Regions from separate parts of the Triticum aestivum genome. Here region 2 is linked to region 1. The links are chromatin contacts, called in public Hi-C maps. All regions are on one chromosome and are shown on one strand. The core of a region is the stretch at or near the end of the contact, and the rest is flanking DNA. Distances in the headings are between cores, read along the strand shown. Region 1 holds the start of LOC123165850. Region 2 has its middle 270 kb from the start of LOC123165850.

Region 1 (2,700 bases), core at 14-2,513:
AGAGCATGAGAGATGGCGGTGCTTGAGTCCCGTGATCTGGTGCGTGTCCCAAGTCCTACTATATCTTGTCGGCGACCAGGGCAACACTTTGAGGGACGAAGCCGGCGCTGGACATGGCCACGACGGAGGCAGACGAATTCCGTTTAGATTAAGTTTCACATTACAAGCAGTAGTATGGATTTGAGATTTCTTAATTGAGATATCTAGATGTAGAAGAGATTACTTGAGACGTGATCGATCATTGTTGACGGACGTGCTCGCCTGCTTGAGGGGTGGGATTTGCTTTATCGGAGCAACAAAACGGGCGCCTTTTGGCAGATTTGACAACAAACGGGCACCACTGAACATGCAAGCACCGCTTATTGCCAGGGCGAAGAAAACAAATGACAAGGCCAAACGCATGGGGTCAAGATAAGGTATACATCGGACGCTGTGCGTGCATGCAGGAGCATCAAGTGGCGCCTGGTCATTATGTTTATCCAGGCCATCCCCATCAGTGACCATGCATGCAGGATTACTTCTCTGGTCAAGGTAATTAACCAAATGACCTGGAGAGCAGCATGCACAGCTCACACAGTGCAAGGTCAGCTCAGTAACAGTTCACCTTGAGCCAAAATGCTGTCGAACGACAGCCACGATTACCCTTTTGCGGTTTTGACTACTCCAAGTGGAGCACGTTGTGGATTGTGGTCGTGGTTGGAGCATCAAGTATGGCATCAAACCGGACACTTGTGCTTGATTGTGAATCGGACCACTTCTTGGATCGATGCCGGGGCAGCATCGCCGATCGGCAACCAAAAATTGTCGGGCCATCCAGAGACCCTGCAGCCAGCTGAACCTGGGTTTGGGTGGACAGAGGAGTCATGACTCATGACAGCAGAAAGCGATCCGTCCATCCATCATCCATCCAACGCGTGTACGCGCACTACGCCCCACCTGTCACCCCGCACCGCGGCACACGCTTCCCGGCCGCGGCACACACGTGCGACCGGCCCAGGAGACCAAGCCGGATCGCACACGTACGCCCACCGTATACTTACCCCGTATACCATACGCTCGACCGTATCACGCACAGCGATACCGGTATGTCTTCAGGTCAGCCCGCCATAATGTACACCGAGTCCATGGAGAGCGGTGCCACCACGGGTGGCCCGCGCGCCAGGCGGACAGAGACCGGCCACCTCCTGCGCCAGGCTCGCACGCCTGGACAAGGCGCATGGACCGCTCCGGCGTCGTCCTGTAACTATAGAAAACGCCCCCCTGTTTTTCCTTTCCTAGTCCTCCTGGCCTAGCTCAGCATCTCTATCCAATCCTTCCTTCCCCTTCTCTCTCCACCTCTCTCTTTCCTTCTCTCTCTCTCTCTCTCTCGAAGATTTCTTGTCCTCGTCTGTGTGCTCCGGCTCGGCGTGGTCAATCTCTCGGCGGACGCACCCACCCACCCGCCGATCCGCGCGTGATCTTCCGTGATTTTCGCTGGATCTTGCTTAGCCAGCCGCGGGCGTGCGCATGTCGACGGCGCTGGCGCCGGGGATGGCGCGCGGGCACGGGTTCCGCGGCGCGGGGAAGGGGAAGCAGCGGCCGGATTCGGAGGAGCCGGAGACGAATCGGGGCGGCGGACCCAACGGGTTCTACGTTGAGGAGGAGGAGGGGGAGGAGGTTGGGACGGAGGAGCTGCGAGAGCTGGAGGAGGCGCTATCGGATGCCTCCTCGATCGGGGCGGCCTCCTCGGACAGCTCCTCGATCGGGGAAGACTCCACGTCGGAGAAGGAGGAGGGAGAGGAGGAGGAGGTGGAGAGCGAGGCCAAGGCGCCCGTGGATGAAGTGCTCGCTATGGGGCTCGGGACCCTCGAGTCCCTCGAGGACGCGCTGCCCAGCAAGTAAGCTTTCTTCTTCCCCATCCTCTTGCTCCTTGCTTTATTATTAATTAATTACCGGAGGTTTTTGCTAAATTTGTATGATCTTGTTGTGATCTCTTCAAGTTTTTCTTGGTCAAATAGGATATTTCTTAGTCCAACAGTCTTAGAGAAAAAGATGGATTTTTTTCCTCCTTGATGAAAAAATCTGTTTTGATTCCTCGGCCAGTTGTGTTCTTCTGGTGTAATCATTGGGCTCTAGTAGATCACAAAACTGGAGCTAGAAAACCAGTATGCCCGTTCTGTTGAACTTTGCATTAGTTAGGACAGACTACGGAGAAAGTTCGCATCTTTCTGCTAGTCAAACTGATAAAGATCATGGATGGATTTAATTTGCTGTGTGTAATTAGCTGAAATCCCGGGCATGTGAATAGCCTAGCTGTGCATCAACAACAGGCCAAATACTGCTCTGCAAATATGCAACTACAGTAGTACCCATGGAGTGTTTGCCCTGGAACATTAACTGACCAAGATGAATGAAATTAATCGCAGGAGGGGCCTCTCGAACTTCTACGCCGGCAAGTCCAAATCCTTCACGAGCCTGGCCGAGGCTGCAGCCAAGGCGGCGGCCAAGGAGATCGCCAAGCCGGAGAACCCCTTCAACAAGCGCCGCCGCGTGCTGGCGGCATGGTCGCGGCGGAGGGCCTCCTGCAGCTCGCTGGTCACCACGTACCTGCCGCCACTCCTCTCCCTCGACCACACTGTGGTGGAGGGGGACGAGGAGGAGGAGGAAGAACGCTCGGACGACGGCGACGACGAGGATAACGGCAGCGGCAATGGCAGGAGG
Region 2 (2,715 bases), core at 131-2,630, 270 kb before region 1:
CTAGTTATCGATCTCTTCTCTCTTGCCCTAACCCGATGTCGGGTCGTCCCTTTATATACACAGGTTGACGCTGGGCGGCTCACGGAGTCCCGGTCGGCTCATACACAACGTGTCCGGCTCGGTGACTAACTACAATTGCCTTACAATACAAGTCATACATACATGGCGGTTCATCCTCCTGGGCCTTAAGTCACCTCTGGGTCTTGGGCCATCAACAGGCTCATATGATCCACCATCTTCATTGGTAAGCTGCCAGTGGTATGACCCGGCCCCTCCTGGGCGGTTCATACCCAGTAGTTATATCCCCAATAGTGATCCAATGTTGTTTGGAGTCCCGGATGAGATCACGGACATGATGAGGAGTATTGAAATGGTCGAGAGGTAAAGATTGATATATAGGATGATGGTATTCGAACACTAGAAGTGTACCGGAGGGGTACCGGGTATTTATCGGGTCATCGGAAAGGAGTTTCGGTCACCCCCAGCAAAGATATGGGCTAAGAGAGGGAACACACCAGCCCACTAGGGGCTGGTGCGCCCCCATATCAGGCCGACCTATGAGGAGGAGAAAGAAAGAGGGGAGGGAAAGGAAAGTGTGGAGTAAGACTTCCCCTTCCTTCCCTCCCCCCTCTTTCTTTCCACCTTGTTTATACAAGGAAGGGGTGGGGCGCAGGGCAAGGCAGGGGCTCTAGGGGCCGGCGGCCAGCCCTAGGGCGCGCCCTGGCTGCCTCCCCTCCCCCTCCCACCTATATATATGTGGGAAGGGGCGCCACACAAGGACACAACATTGTCCTAGCCGTGTGCGGCGCCCCCGTCCACTGTTTACTCCCTCGGTCATATTTTCGTAGTGCTTAGGCGAAGCCCTGCGAGGATCACTTCACCGTCACCGTCACCACGCCATCTTGCTGACGGAACTCATCTACTAGCTCGACGTCTTGCTGGATCAAGAAGGCGAGGGACGTCACCGAGCTGAACGTGTGCAGAACGCGGAGGTGTCGTGCGTTCGGTACTTGGTCGGTTGAAGCGTGAAGAAGTTTGACTACATCAACTGCGTTGAGAAACGCTTCCGCTTACGGTCTACGAGGGTACGTAGACACACTCCCCCCTCGTTGTTATGCATCTCCATGGATAGATCATTCTGTGTGCGTAGAAATTTTTTGCTTTCCATGCAACGATTCCCAACACGTGAGGTGCGGCGTTCAAATCCCATGTGCGCACGTTTTCTACCATTTGAATAACGTAAAAAAATGGGCCAAGCCCAGACGGAGCAGGTGTGCGCCAGTCCGCCGGTTTCGAAGAAACGGACGCTTAAGGCGCCCGATAGGAAATGCTGTTCCATCCTGCGGTAAGCGAGATACCATGGTACGGGCTTTCTTCGCTCGCACGCATTTTAGGGCCTACCAGGTTGGGTGGTCCTGGATAAGGAGGGACTGCTTTGGCCCAGAAACTCAGATTGCACGTGATTGCTTTGCACTACATTTTTGTATCCCCTCAGTTGTGTTTGCTCATTTTGCCTCAAAAGAAAAGTTGTTTTTGCTCACATCTAAAATTTTCCTATAATTACATCCTTGAAACAAACTGGTTTCTTTCAAGATTTATGTATCTTATTTTGCAGGGAAGAATTATGTATCTTGTCCCAAGGAGAACAAAATTTGTTGGCTTAGTTCGACATGGCTAATGAAGGTATTTAGTAACTAATTATGCATATGAACCTTACATCATCCGTCGTAAAAAAAGAATGAGCATTCGCCAGCAAATATCCTTAGACCATCAGTAAGAGCAATACCAGCTCATCGATAACATAATATCAGGACATAAAATTCAAGATGCCACATGCTGTACCAACCAAAGTCAAAACACAAAAACGATGGCAAAAATGCTCACCACATCTTCAGAGCACAGTGCTTGTCTGATTTGTCCAGGTGGCTACCAAATTATTGCACCCTGTCCACCTCAGATGTTCCAAACACAACTTTTTGCCTCAAGGAACACATGCAGTCAACCAATCCAGAGTCCAGACCGTGCGTCCTGCCAAAAGATCATAGCCAGCTAGATGCAGGAAAATCATTTCTCATTGTCTGGTCGATAGATTGCTGATGGTGATGCCGAGGGTGAGGTGGTTGGCGAAAACTAGACAGAAAATATCCAGATATTTCCAAGGGAGAGGTGGAAAATGAAAAGATACCATCTGGCCACCATTCACCAGTCCACTGGGCCGTAAGAAGGGACCGTGAGCATGTGATAGCAGATGAAGTGTAAACATCAAATCCTTATCGCTTTTGCAATCCGCGAGAGCCTAATAACATCAAGTTCCTTGCCACTTCCCCTGGGATTCACCGGATGATTCTTACTCTCTTTGTCTTCTCATGTTCAAGTTTTAGTGTTTTGAGGGATATTCTCCACTCTGTCCAATCCACGTCTTTGACCCCCCTCCCATTCCACAACAGTCTATCTTCAGAAAAGAAAAAGGTGAGATTCGTAGCTGAAAATTGCTACAGTGCTACGAGTACTTTAGTTCACAGGTAAACTATCCGTCCTGCAAGATCTCCCTGCCTAACATGTCTACATGCCTATTTTTCTTAGACAATACAAGTCCATTATATATGTGGTGACAATGCACAATGTGCCTGCAGAATATCCGCATCCTTAGATACAGTGTCCAACATGCATAGCATAGTTGCTGGTGTGATGCAACAAGGATAAACCCAGAACATG

The links. Hi-C and Micro-C count contacts between places; a contact is called where the count stands out from the background.
Region 2: a contact with region 1 is called in a Hi-C map of leaf, with 8 times the contacts expected there. The contact joins the enhancer-like site here to the promoter of LOC123165850 in region 1. A contact is called at or near these places in 3 of 5 Hi-C or Micro-C datasets (all in leaf) and 1 of 1 datasets of contacts at active chromatin or transcription factors (leaf).

The regions. Positions count from the first base shown.
Region 1 is chr7D:230,942,365-230,945,064 of IWGSC CS RefSeq v2.1, reverse strand. LOC123165850 reads left to right here and starts at 1,263. Exons shown (of 2, transcript XM_044583591.1): 1 at 1,263-1,877; 2 at 2,406-2,700. The coding sequence starts at 1,507.
Region 2 is chr7D:231,210,691-231,213,405 of IWGSC CS RefSeq v2.1, reverse strand. No RefSeq gene overlaps it. Among protein-coding and RNA genes, the nearest start is that of LOC123165850, 270 kb to the right of the region's middle. Within about 2 kb of position 1,380, at least 1 of the 8 cell types and tissues checked has an H3K27ac peak or open chromatin away from gene starts, as enhancers often do. A contact at or near this core is called in leaf, where this site is marked.